Regions from separate parts of the Mus musculus genome. Here region 2 is linked to region 1. Evidence: chromatin contacts called from public Hi-C data. All regions are on one chromosome and are shown on one strand. The core of a region is the stretch at or near the end of the contact, and the rest is flanking DNA. Distances in the headings are between cores, read along the strand shown. Region 1 holds the start of Ugt2a3 (UDP glucuronosyltransferase 2 family, polypeptide A3). Region 2 has its middle 25 kb from the start of Ugt2b38.

Evidence for each region. A called contact is a pair of places that touch in the nucleus more often than the background predicts.
Region 2: a contact with region 1 is called in a Hi-C map of liver, with 2.0 times the contacts expected there. The contact joins the enhancer-like site here to the promoter of Ugt2a3 in region 1. A contact is called at or near these places in 1 of 39 promoter capture datasets (liver), 5 of 484 Hi-C or Micro-C datasets (the AML12 cell line, liver, nephron progenitors and 1 more) and 2 of 115 datasets of contacts at active chromatin or transcription factors (intestinal crypt epithelium and intestinal villus epithelium).

The regions. Positions count from the first base shown.
Region 1 is chr5:87,334,100-87,340,832 of GRCm38.p6, reverse strand. Ugt2a3 (UDP glucuronosyltransferase 2 family, polypeptide A3) reads left to right here and starts at 3,638. Exons shown (of 6, transcript NM_028094.3): 1 at 3,638-4,390. The coding sequence starts at 3,670.
Region 2 is chr5:87,394,932-87,402,644 of GRCm38.p6, reverse strand. No RefSeq gene overlaps it. Among named protein-coding and RNA genes, the nearest start is that of Ugt2b38, 25 kb to the left of the region's middle. Within about 2 kb of position 5,449, at least 5 of the 459 cell types and tissues checked have an H3K27ac peak or open chromatin away from gene starts, as enhancers often do. A contact at or near this core is called in intestinal villus epithelium and liver, where this site is marked.

The DNA of each region.
Region 1 (6,733 bases), core at 2,389-4,888:
TAAGATTCTTACGTTTATTTTTTGCCATTTGGTAATCTCTGGTGTTAATGTTCAAGCTGTCTCTGGCTGGAGCTGGATCCTCCTGTGATTCTGTTAGCCTGTGTCAGCACTCCTCGGAGTCCAACTTTCACCTGAGTCCCAGTGGTCAGGGCACTCTCTGCAGGCAAGCTCTGCTCTTCCAGGATAGGTGCCCAGAAGTCTGGAGCTCTGATCCACCTCCTGAGTCCTGGGGTCAGAGCGTTCCCTGTAGGCCGCCTCTCCTCTGGCAAGGAAGTTGCTCAGGGGTCTGGGTCTCAGCTTCACCTCCTGGCTGAGGATGAAGGTCTAAGAGGACCCTGCCCAAGAAGCTCTATTGCTTCTGTCACTCGCATGCTCTGCAGTGGTCTTGGGTGTGCTAGGGTTCCTGCAGCGTGGAGAGTCCTCTGAGATCCTAGACACCCTAGGCTGGGTTCAAGCAGAAGATGGCATGTCTGGCCCTGAATGGAAAGAATCCCAGTCTCTGGTCGGGCAGGGTTCCTTTGTCCCTGTTCCTGCTGGCACTAGACCCTCTGTGATTCTTTGGAGCTGATGGTGTGTTGCACTCACCCGTGATCCAGAGGCTATCTCAATGTCCTGCAGTGTGGAGAGTACTCTAGAGCCCCCTCTATGTGTTTTCTTCTGGTGTCCTTGACCTCTGGCTCCTACAATGCTTTCTGACCCCCTTCCTCAGGATTCCCTAAGCTTCCCCCTAGTGTTTGGCTGTGCATATCTGCATCTGTTTCCATCTATTGCTGGGTGAAGGCTCTCTGATGACAGTTGAGCTAGGCAAAAATCAATAAATATAGCAGAATATCACTATCAATCATTTCCTTGATGTCTTTTTTTTTCTGCCAGTGGTGTTTGATTCTATCCTTGGTCTCTAGACACTCCTGCCTCTGGTTCCTGGCCCTCTAGGCACTGTGAAGAACGGAGTCCCTATCATTGCATGGGTCTCATACTAGGCTAGACATTGGATGGTAGTTTCCACAATTTCTGTACCACTTTTTTTTTCTTTAAAACAATGTCAATTAATTCACTTTGCATCAATCATAAGAATTCTAATGCTATGTTCCATTCACAGACCAAGATTATATTCTTCTGACACATTTTCATAGAGATTTAAAATAAACTCACTCATAGCATAGAGTTCAATATTGTTCAGAGCCTCCTGTTTGGGGTTAGTTTCTTTTTGCATATTCTGTGATTTTTACAGTGAACTGAGAACTTTCAACTCAATTGTTCATAATTCTAACATCGTTTCTCGTTACTGTATGTTCTTCTATTCATTTTCTTTAGTAATCTCTATCTAGTTTCCTTCCTGAAACTCAGCTGGTATATCTCCTATCATTCCATACTTAATTTTAAAATATCACATTTTGTCACAGTTTTTAATGAGCTTAAGGTAAAAAGGTTAAACAAGAATATCCACTACAGATTCAATGCAATCCCCATCTAAATTCCAACTCAATTCTTCACAGAGTTAGAAAGGGTAATTTGCAAATTTATCTGGAATAACAAAAAAAAAAAAAAAAAAAAAAAACCAAGGATAGCAAAAACTCTTTTCAACAATAAAAGAACATCTCAGGGAAACACCATGCCTGACCTCAAGCTGTACTACAGAGCAATTATGATAAAAAACTGCATGGTACTGGTATAGCGACAGACAGGTAGATCAATGGAATAGAATTGAAGACCCAGAAATGAACCCTTGCACCTATAGTGACTTGATCTTTGACAAGGGAGCTAAAACCATCCAGTGGAAAAAAGAAAGTATTTTCAACAAATGATTTTGACACAACTGGTGACTATCATGTAGAAGAATGTGAATTGATCCATTCTTATCTCCTTGTACAAAGCTCAAGTTTAAGTGGATCAAGGAACTACTCATAAAACCAGAGAAACTTAATTTTATAGAGGAGAGAGTAGGGAAATGTCTCGAAGATATGGGCACAGGGGAAAAATTGCTAAACAGAACAGCAGTGGCATGTTCTGTAAGATCAAGAATCGACAAATGGGACCTCATAAAATTGCAAAGCTTCTGTAAGGCAAAAGACACTGTCAATAAGACAAAAAGGCCACCAACAGACTGGAAAGGAATTTTAGGAACCAATCCTAAAGCTGAAAGGTACTAATATTCACCATGTACAAAGAGCTCAAGAAGCTTGACTCCAGAAATTCAAATAACCCCATTAAAAAATGGGGTACAGAGCTAAACAAAGAATTCTCAACTGAGGAATACCGAATGACTGAGAAGCACCTGAAAAGAAAGTTCAACATCCTTAATCATCAGGGAAATGCAAATCAAAGCAACCCTGAGATTATACCTCACACCAGTCAGAATGGCTAGGATCAAAAATTCAGGTGACAGCAGATGCTGGCAAGGATGTGGAGAGAGAGGAACACTCCTCACTTGGTCACAGCAGGACTGCAAGCTTGTACAACTACTCTGGAAATCAGTATGGTGGTTCCTCAAAAAACTGGACATAGTAGCAATTCCTCTCTTGGGCATATACCCAGAAGATGTTCCAACTGGTAAGATGGACACATGCTCTACTATGTTCATAGCAGCCTTATTTTTAATAGCCAGAAGCTGGAAAGAACCCAGATGTCCTCAACAGAAGAATAGATACAGAAAATGTGGTACATTTACACAATGGATTACTACTCAGCTATTAAAAACAATGTATCTTTGAAATTCTTAGGCAAATGGATGTATCTGGAGGATATCATACTGAGTGAGGTAACCCAATCACAAAAGAAGTCACTTTATATGTACTCACTGATAAGTGGATATTAGCCTTGAAACTTAAAATACCCAAGATACAATTTGCAAAATGCAAGAAAATCGAGAAGAAGGAAGACCAACATGTGGATACTTCATTCTTCCTTAGAATAGGGAACGAAATACCCATGGAAGGAGTTACAGAGAAAAAGTTTGGAGGTGAGACAAAAGGATGGACGATCCAGATACTGCACTACCCGGGGATCCATCCCATAATCAGCCACCAAACGCAGACACTCTTGCATATGCCAGCAAGATTTTGCTGAAAGGACTCTGATATAGCTGTCTCGAGTGAGGGTATGTCAGTGCCTGGCAAATACAGAAGTGAATGCTCAGAGTCATCTATTGGATGCAACACAGGGCCCCCATGGAGGAGCTAGAGAAAGTACCCAAGGAGCTGAAGGGGTCTGCAACCCTATAGGTGGAACAACAATATGAACTAACCAGTAGCCCCAGAACTCGTGTCTCTAGCTGCATACGTAGCAAAAGATGGCCTAGTCACCCGAGGCCCCTTGGTCTTGCAAACTTTATATGCCCCAGTACAGGGTAACACCAGGGCCAAGAAGTGGGAATGGTTCGGTAGGGGAGCAGGGTGGGGGGAGGGTATAGGGGACTTTCAGAATAGCATTTGAAATGTAAATGAAAAAAATATCTAGTAAAAATTGAAAATAAAAAAGAATATCCAGCTATTCATAAGGAAATGGTTGTAATCTATATAATATTAGTCTATGGTGTTTTATTGGATAGAACTCTCTTGAGCTCCGTGTCTTTGTAAGTTTAAAAGTTAATAGTTAATTTCTTTCTTATCTAAATTATTACTCAACTGAACAAACCCTCAATCTTTGCGAAACAACTTGAGGAGGCACAATATGGTCTCTGAAAAATGTGTTGCGGCATTTTTTCTGCTGCAGCTTTGCTGGGCCGGCTGTGGATTCTGCAGCAAGGTCCTCGTGTGGCCCTGTGATATGAGCCACTGGCTGAATCTAAAGACTATTCTTGAGGAGCTTGGAGCAAGAGGGCACGAGGTAACAGTCCTGAAATACCCCAGTATCATCATAGATCAGAGTAAACGTATTCCACTGCACTTTGAGAATATTCCTTTGCTGTATGAAATCGAGACAGCTGAGAATCGTTTAAATGAGATTGCAAATCTAGCTGTGAATGTCATTCCAAACCTGTCACTGTGGGAAGCAGCAAAAACATTACAAGACTTCTTTCTTCAAGTAACTGGAGATTTTGAAAGTATTTGTAGGAGTGTATTGTACAACCAGAAATTCATGGACAAGCTACGGGATGCACAATATGATGTAGTGGTTATAGACCCTGTCGTTCCCTGTGGAGAGTTGGTGGCAGAAGTGCTTCAGATCCCTTTCGTATACACACTGAGGTTCAGCATGGGCTACTACATGGAGAAACACTGTGGCCAGCTTCCAATTCCACTCTCGTATGTACCGGTTGTCATGAGTGAGCTGACAGACAATATGACCTTCACAGAGAGGGTGAAAAATATGATGTTTTCACTGTTGTTTGAGTACTGGCTCCAGCAATATGACTTTGCATTCTGGGATCAGTTTTACAGTGAAACCCTAGGTAAGAGTTTTCATACTAAGCTAGTTGTTAAATGTTATTTTAATGCTTAGTAGATGTTTAAAAACAATAACAAGAATACATTTTATAAATTTTGACTTTCGTGTAAAACTCTACATGTGAAAGTAATAAATCACTTATAGATAAAGAATCAGAGAGGCAAAATGAAGTCCTTTTGCTATGTGGTTGTACTCATTAAACTGTTTAATAGTATTTCAAAATTTAAGAGCTCATTATCAGTTCTAAGAGAAGTGATCCACAAATAAATATCAATGGAATGCAACATGATTTTATTTGTTAGATACAAGGAGACAACTAATTCCAGGATGTGAAATGTACATTTTAAAAAATTGTGGGTCTCTTATTGGTAAACAATACACTACTGCAAAAATTAAAAAAAAAAAACTTTTGTGCTCGTAATGATATGAAATATAAATTAATTATATGAGAAATATTCAGTGTGCAATGCATGGTTTTGAATTTTATTACACAATTATTTGCAACCACCGATTATTGGTCTTATATTTATACCATTCTTCTGCTAATTGAGGTGCTTTTTATTTTTATACACGTCACAAATTAAGGGTGAGTCATGGAAGACTGTGGTTAAACTACCTTGGCAATATATTTCAATCAAGAATTGAACTATTAAATATTTTCATGCAATCACCATTTTATCTGTTTGGTGTTTAATATATCATTGAGATTCTTGATAAAAATAAATAAAACTGAATGGAATCTGATAGAGTCAGTCTCAGAGTAATATCAGGTTGAAAGGCAAAAACCAGTCATTCCTAAGAAAACAGAATAAAATTAAAAAAAAAAGTAATTGCTTGTGAAGTGAACATTTTTACTGTATTTTAATCTCTGGAGAAATAGGATTTAGAGATTGATACTCTTTCCATATTTCTGTATTCTACTACCTCAAATATAAACTACTCTAACAAACTTTTCAATATGACAGTGTTAATAGTGAGGTTGTGATGTGACAGAGCAAATTACAGTGCTAATCAGACATAAAAGGGACAGAAAGATCCAAGGTAAATCAATGTGGCCCTCTGCTGCTCTAGTCATGAGTGACACCTTGTCATCTCTTCTCAGCAGGGCCACAACTGAGAGAAGAAAATATCGTCCTGTATGACAGCTACTATTTTCCCTATAATCAAATAATGTGAATTGCCCATCATTTTATGTAAGCTTCATTTATTTAATTGCTAAGGATACTAAACACTTTAAAAGACATTCTTTAGTTGGTTTTGTGTGAGACTTCGGAGAAGTCTCATTCCAGGTCCAGCACTCAAAGTTTTATTTACTTTGATTGTTTTCTTGATGGATTTTTTTATATTCTCGATATTAATATGTTATCTGATATTTAGCTGTAAACTATTCTGAATCAAGATTCTAGGATTCCCCTTCACTCCAGTTCTTCCTCTCCTTTTTGTTTTACAGGTCCCATTTGTCAACTGAAGTGCTTAACTTCGTGTGCTTATCTTTGTAGGATTTGGCCTGTTTTCTCTCATAGTTTCATGTGTTATAATTTTCACATTGAGATTTTTGATGTATTCGGAGATAGTGCAAGGTGACAGATACAGGTTAATTCCACTCTTCTCATGCCAAGTTCTCCCACCATTTGTTGAAGTTGTGTATTTTTGGCATCTTCATAAAAAAGGAAGATGGCTGTAGTTATATGCACTCATGCTTGTGCCTTCCACTCAGCTTCTTACTTTGAATTTGCCTTTGACTGACATCATCCTCAACAGGAATGCTGTAGTTTGATCTGTAGATGGTATCATTAGTTGAATATTGAGGTTATCCTAAAAGTTGAAGGGGGAAAACACAATGTGAGTGTTCTGGCTATATCAGAATCTGCTTTTCAATTCTTGTCATGAACCGTCTGTGCCTTTTGTAATGATACCTGCTTACTGCAATGGAGTAACATAGACACCTTAATTGAACATACTGTAATGCATTTGGTAGACTATAGGCCTACTCTCACACTATGTACCTTTCCAAGAAATTGGAAGTTTCTACAAAAAAAATCAATTAGTAAGCAGCTCAGTGTTGGTGTATCAAACAATCCTTCTCTAATGGCACAAAAAAGGGGAGAAGTTCTAATATTTGGGTAGCAAAGTGCCTAAGTCAGTATTTCTATTCCTGCACAAATATCATGACCAAGAAGCAAGTTGGGGAGGAAAGAATTTATTTACTTTACACATCCAAACAGGTGTTCATCACTAAAGGAAGTCAGGACTGGAACTCAAGCAGGCCAGAAAGCAGTAGCTGATGCAGAGACCACGGAGGGATGTTTCTTACTGGCTTGCTTCCCCTGGCTTGCTCAACTTACTT
Region 2 (7,713 bases), core at 4,200-6,699, 60 kb before region 1:
CTCTATGAACTCATGAAAGTACATAACGGACCTGGAAAATATTCATATCGGTGAGTTAAATTAAGTCATGTAGGGTACTAGAGTGATTCACCTCTGGGTAAAGTCCTTACCAAGCAGCCATGAGAATGTGAGTTTGAATCCCAATGCCCACATAAAAAGTTGAGTGTTCTGGCATAGGATGTATGACTTAGTTCTGAGTTGCAGAAACAGGTTAGTACTGATGATGCTAACCTGTTTAAATGGTGAGATTCATATTCAATAAGAGATGGTTTCAAAAAAAAATAGAATAGGATATCTTATTTTTAACCTTGGCCTGGATGAGCTAAAACAAAGGCAGGGAACCTCCATAGCACCATCACATCTGAGTCACACACAAACACACACACACACACACACACACACACACACACATATGCTGCACAAACTTACACACAGGTGCATGATACTCAAATACACATATACATATATAAACATACACAAAATGTCAGAGAAATTAAGTTGATTAAACTCAACACATCAAAACCTATCAATCATTCAAAAGTTGTGATTATTCCATATCAGAGTTAGTTCTTTAATATCCAGAGAAACAACATAGACATAACTTCTATTCAAACCATTGAATTGTTGAGATTATTTCTGAAAATACTCCTACTTATACATAATTATCAGAAAATTATTATATAGTACATGTTTTCCATGCAGATATGATTTGTTTTACAAAAAAACTAAAACATTTAATTACTTGTCTTATGAAATTTGGGTCAACTACAACATATGTACCTACTACAATGTAGATATTATTTCAACAAACACTAGCTAATAATGTTAAATCAGCCGTCATAGAACAAAAATAAAGAACAAGGAAAAATATACATCCTATAGGATGAAAAATGTAATGATGTTACAAATTTATAAATATTTCATACATGGTGGTTGCACTCATGAGTTTTTATTTAGCCAGAGAAAAAATTTGAGAGCATTTATTGAATTTGTGTTAGTATACTTTACACTGCTTCCTGTGACGTCCAAAGTGTTTAATATTGCCAGTTTTGTCTTCTGTGCATGTTAACACCGCTATCCTAAAAATTCTTAAGAACTCTTCAATTCTTATTCTCTTAGCTTTTGCATAAAATTTTCATGTGTGATTTTTTTCTCATATTGTCATTGTGCAACAAATCAAGTTCTTTCTTCATAGGAAATGGATGACTTCCTCCAGACCTCTGGAGAGCATGGTGTGATGGTATTTTCTCTGGGGTCAATGGTCAGAAATATGACATAAGAAAAGTCCAAAGCAATTGCATGGGCCCTTGTCCAGATTCCACAAAAGGGGAAGTAAAGTGCCCATGGCAAGAGGATGTATAATGAGTCTGTGAAAGTCCTTGAAAGAACCAATACTAGAAATGACTGTGTGAAAAGTAAACATTTAGGAAAGCTCTAATTTACCTTAGCCAGTTTACAAACAGATACACACCATAGATGGTACAGTATTACAGATGATGTTTTTGACTGTGAATACCTTGGATATCAATGTTGTGATCTCTGTGGACAAATTTTAAAATGCTGACATTATGATGACATCACTGTCAAAGCTGTGTAGACATAGAAAATCCTTTAGAGTTATTTGCTCCATTTGTTGATTATTTAATTCACTGCACATGTAAGATTTTTCAGGGGAGAGTTAATTTATATTAATTTTTTTTAGTAGAAGAACATTAAGCAAGTATTGAAAATGTTTGAAATGAAGCATAAATCTGTATCCTAATTTTGAGGTGGATCTTATCAGAGTACAGTTGAGAGCACCGTTTAAAGAAAGGAATTCCAAGGCTAGAGTACTAACTGGCTAACTAAGAAAAGGAGAAAAATGAACCTATCTTTCTGACTTACCTTGTCAGTATTTGTAGAAGAAATATCTAAAGGAAATGTAGAGATGGGTACTGCCCTTATGATCATCATTATGCAAAAGAAAACAAGAATCACAGGACTCTGCTTCTAATCAGTCAGAGTGAAAATCCTACCATTCAAGGAAGAAATAAAATATGAGTCAAAGAGATTCTGATGTGAAAAAGAGTCAGATGAATTACTTCATACAGAACACCAAAAGTAGTTTTCTAGATATTGTTTTAGAATATTTATTTAGTTGAAAACCATCTCCTTAATCACCTACAATTTTTTAAAATGATCCTTAATTGTATCAGTCTCAAAGGAAGTTTATTGTAGACATATAGATAATGATCTTTTTATGAGATTGGTCTGAGAATTCTAGCATTAGCGCCATGGGCTGGTAAAGCATCATCAGCCTGGGGTTGGAACTGTTTTTTCTGTAGCAGAAAATTCTGACTTCTAGAGTAAAGTCTTTGAAACTTGTCATAAGAACTACATAACCAACATAGGTCACAAAGTAGTGTTTTAGATTTTTGAGGTTTTTTTTTTTCAATAGCCATATCACTTGTGATTCTCAATTTGTTTTCAATAGACTGTAAAAAAATGTTTTGCAGAGAGTAGTATACTCATCAGTATCTGAATCAGTTCCATTAAGGCACAGAATAAGGTAATAATTTCAGAACTCCCTGGCAAACCTCATAGAATGAAGTATATCCTGCATGTTTAACATATATTTGCTATATTTAATGAATTATATCTAACCATCAGAGATGGCTCAGTGCATAAAATGTTTTCAATGCATTATAAGCAGCTCAGTTTGAATGTTTCTAATCTACATGACCTTAGATATGGTATTGTATGTCTCTATCCCAATAATACTGTCATAATGAGAAGGCATAAATAGGAGAATTCCTGAAGCTTTGTGGACCACCAGTGAGAAAAAAAAATACAGAGAACAAGAAATTCTGTCTCTATCAGGAAATACATTTCAATTAAACATCTGAGATAGTCTTCTCAATGTCACCAACTCACTTTGGTACACATAAACATACATTTGCACACATCAAATGTCTCATCTATGCTTCAACAGAACACAGAGGGAGTGAGGCAGACAAAAAGTTAAGAAATGGAGGAAGTAACAAATCTCAGTGATAATTACAAAAACGAGAATGCTCAATTAAATTTTATGTGCAAATTTTCCTGCCCTTACTGAGTAGAAATACACAGATCAGTATTACTATTCTTAGAATCCCAAAGCAAAATTGATTTTTCATGAAGAGTTAATAATTATAGAGTTTTGAATTCATGTAAATGAAAAGCAACATGTACAAAATCTGTGCAACATGGAAACAAACCAAATCTGAGCATGGAGAGAGGAGAGGGGCACTTGGTCCACACCACACAGAGCCTTGGACTCTTGACATCTGTTCACTTATAGGAGGAGAAGGGTGCAGCTCCTGCGAAGTCAACTACTATCTACTGAAGGACCGCATACACAAGAATATTTGGAATGTGCAAATCAGTCTTGAAGTTGTTGGGTTTCTTTCTCTTTTTTTGAAGGGTACTTAGTTGGGTTGGTAAGGAAGATGATGATTTACAGATTATGGTAAGAAGGAATGAATTTTAAGAAGCACGTTATATGAAATTCTAAAGAGAAATGCAAAAACAAAGAGAAATATCAGTTTCTCTTGGTGTGATCACAGTCATCATTGGAACAGCAAGTTGAATCCCAGGGTAGGGGTGATGCCTGCATGTTCTGAACCATTAGTCCACAACAATAGCTCTACAAAGGGTGTGTGTCCATTAAGGTGAAGTTGGCATAGCAGGTTTAATATTTGCATTTAAATCCTACCCTGCCACCACTCCAGAGGAAGTGGAAGATGAACGCCAAAAGCAATACCCAACTTTATTCAGATAATCAAATAAAGTATACTCTGAGGGTTAAACAAAGATTTTTTTTTTGAGATGAGCTTTTTTTTTCAATTTTTTAATTAGATATTTTCTTCATTTACATTTCAAATGCTATCCTGAAAGTTCCATATACCCCCCCCCCTGCCCTGCTCCCCTACCCACCCACACCCACTTCTTGGCCCTGGTGTTCCCCTCTACTGGGGCATATAAAGTTTGCAAGACCAAGGGGCCTCTCTTCCCAATGATGGCCAACTAGGCCATCTTCTGCTACATATGCAGCTAGAGACACGAGCTCTGGGGGGTACTGGTTAATTCATATTGTTTCTCCTCCTATAGGTTTGCAGACCCCTTTAGATCCTTGGGTTTTTCTCTAGCTCCACAATTGGGGAGGTGTTCCATCCAATAGATGACAATGAGCATCCACTTCTGAATTTGCCAGGCACTGTCATAGCCTCACAAGAGACAATTATATCAGGGTCCTTTCAGCTAAATTTTGCTGGCATATGCAATAGAGTCTGCATTTGGTGGCTGATTATGGGATGGATCCCCGGGTGGGGCAGTCTCTGGATGATCCATCCTTTCATGTCAGTTCCAAACTTTGTCTCTGTAACTCCTTCCATGGGTATTTTGTTCGCTTATCTAAGTAGGAATGAAGTATCCATGCATTGGACTTCCTTCTTGATTTTCTTGTGTTTTGCAAATTGTATCTTGGGTATTCTAAGTTTCTGGTCTAATATCCACTTACCAGTGAGTACATATGAAGTGAATTCTTTTGTGATTGGGTTACCTCACTCAGAATGATATTTTATATTTCTATCCATGTGCCTAAGAATTTCATAAATTCATTGTTTTTAATATCTGAGTAGTACTCCATTGTGTAAAGGAAGCACACTATCTATATCCATTCCTTTGTTGAGGGACAACTGGAATCTTTCCAGCTTCTGGCTATTATAAGTGAGGATGCTATCATCATAGTGGAGCATGTTCCATTATTACATGTTGGAGCATTTTCTGGGGAAATGCCCAGGAGAGGTATTGCTGGGTCGTCAGTTAGCACTATGTTCAATTTTCTGAGTAACCACCAAACTGATTTCCAGAGTGGTTGAACTAGCTTGCAATTCCACCAACAATAGAGGAGTGTTCCTCTTTCTCCACATCCTCACCAGCATCTGACTGCACCTGAGTTTTTGATCTTAGACATTCTGACTGCTATGAGGTGGAATCTCAGGGTTGTTCCGGTTTGCATTTCCCTGATGACTAAGGATGTTGGACATTTCTTTAGGTGCTTTTCAGCCATTCAGTATTCCTCAGTGGAAAATTCTTTGTTTAGCTCTGTACCCAATTTTTGATAGGGTTATTTGGTTCTCTGGAGTCTCACTTCTTGAGTTCTTTGTATATATTGGATATTAGCCTTCTATCAGATGTAGGGTTGGTAAACATCTTTTCTCAATCTCTTGGTTGCCATTTTGCCCTATTGACAGTGTCCTTTGCCTTACAGAAGCTTTGCATTTTTATGAGGTCCCATTTGTCAATTATTGATCTTAGAGCATAAGCTATTGATTTTCTGATCAGGAAATTTTTCCCTGCGCCTAGGTCTTCAATGTTTTTTCCCACTTTCTCTTCTATTAGTTTCAGTGTATGTGGTTTTACAAGGAGGTCACTGATTAACTTAGACTTGAACTTTGTACAAGGAGATAAGAGTATATCAATTTGTGTTCTTTCACATGCTAACCGGCAGTTGAACCGGCACCATTTGTTGAAAAAGCTGTCTTTTTTCCACTGGATGGTTTTACTCCTTTTTCAAAGATCAGATGACCATAGATCTGTGTGTTCATTTCTGGGTCTTCAATGCTATTGCACTGATCTACCCGCCTGCTACTGTACCAATACCATGCAGTTTTATTGCAATTGCTCTGTATTACAGTTTGAGATCAGGGATGGTGAATCCACCAGAAGTTCTCTTATTGTTGAGAATAGTTTTCTATATACTAGGATTTTTGTTATACCAGATGAATTTGCAAATTGCTCTTTCTGACTCCATGAAGAATTGAGTTGTAATTTTGATAGGGGTGCACTGAATCTGTAGATTGATTTCCACAAGATAGACATTTTTACTATATTAATCCTGCCAATCCATGAGCATCTGAGATCTTTCCATCTTCTGATACCTTCTTCGATTTCTTTCTTCAGAGTCTTGAAGTTCTTGTCATATAGATCATTTACTTGCTTAGTTAGAGTCACACCAAGGTATTTTATATTATTTGTGACTATTGTGAAGGGTGTTTTTTTTCCTAATTTCATTCTTACTCAGTTTATCCTTTGACTAGGGAAAGGACACTTCTTTGTTTGAGTTAATTTTATATCCAGCTACTTTCCTGAAGCTATTTATCAGGTTGAGTTCTCTGGTGGAATTTTTGAGGTCACTTAAGTATACTATCATATTATCTGCAAATAGAGGTATTTTGCCTTCTTTCTTTCCATTTTATATCCCTTTGATCTCCTTTTGTTGTCTAATTGCTCTGCCTAGGGTTTTGAGTACTATATTGAACAGGTAGGAAAAGAGTATGCAGCCTTGTCTAGTCCCTGATTTAGTGGGATTGCTTCAAGTTTCTCTCCATTTAGTTTGATGTTGACTTCTGGTTTGCTGTATATTGCTTTTACTATGTTTATGTATGGGCCTTGAATTCCTGATCTTTTCAAGATTTTTTATCATGAATGGGTGTTTAGTTTTGTCAAATGCTTTCTCATCATCTAATGAAATGCTAGTTTGTTTCTTTTCTTTGAATTTGTTTATATAGTGGATTACATTGATGCATTTTCATATATTGAACCATAGCTGCATCCCTCGGATGACGCCTACTTGATCATGATGGATGATCTTTTTGATGTATTCTTGGATTTGGTTTGTGAGAATTTTATTGAGTATTTTTACATTGATATTTATAAGGGAAATTGGTCTGAAGTTCTCTTTCTTTGTTGAGTGTTTGTGTCGTTTAGATGTCAGAATAATTGTGGCTTCACAGAATGAGTTGGGTAGAGTAACTTTTGATTCTATTTTGTGGAATAATTTTTTTGTTTGTTTGTTTGTTTTTTTGAGACAGGATTTCTCTGTATAGCCCTGGCTGTCCTGGAACTCACTCTGTAGATCTGACTGGCCTTGAACTCAGAAATCTGCCTGCCTCTGCCTCCCAAGTGCTGGGATTAAAGGTGTGTGCCACCACTGTCCGGCATTGGGGAATAATTTAAGGAGTATTTGTATTAGGTCTTTTTTGAAGGTCTGATAAAACTCTGTATTAAACCCACCTGATCCTGGGCTTTTTGGTTGGGAGACTATTAATGATTATTTCTATTTCTTTAGGGGATATGGGACTGCTTATATTGTTTATCTGATCCTGGTTTAACTTTGGTGCCTGGAATCTATCTAGAATATTGTCTATTTCATCCAGATTTTCCAGTTTTGTTGAGTATAGCCTTTTGTAGTAAGATCTGATGAATTTTTTTTATTTCTTCTTTTCTGTTGTTTTATCTTCCTTTTCATTTCTATTATTTTAAATTAGGTTCCTGTTGCTGTGCCCTCTGCTTAGTCTAGGAAAAGGGTTTATCTATCGTCTTGATTTTCTCAAAGAGCCAGCTCCTCATTTTGTTGACACTTTGTATTGCTCTTTCTGTTTCTACTTGGTTGATTTCAGCCCTGGCTTTGATTATTTCCTGTCATCTACTCCTCTTGGGTGTATTTGCTTGTTTTTCTTCTAGAGCTTTCACATGTTCTGCAAAGCTGCTAGTGTATGCTTCGTCGAGGTTTTATTTATTTATTTATTTATTTATCTATTTATTTATTTATTTATTTATTTAGGTTTGGTTTGGTTTGTATGTTTGTTTTGGTTTGGTTTGAGTTTCTCAGAGCTATGAGTGTTCCTCTTA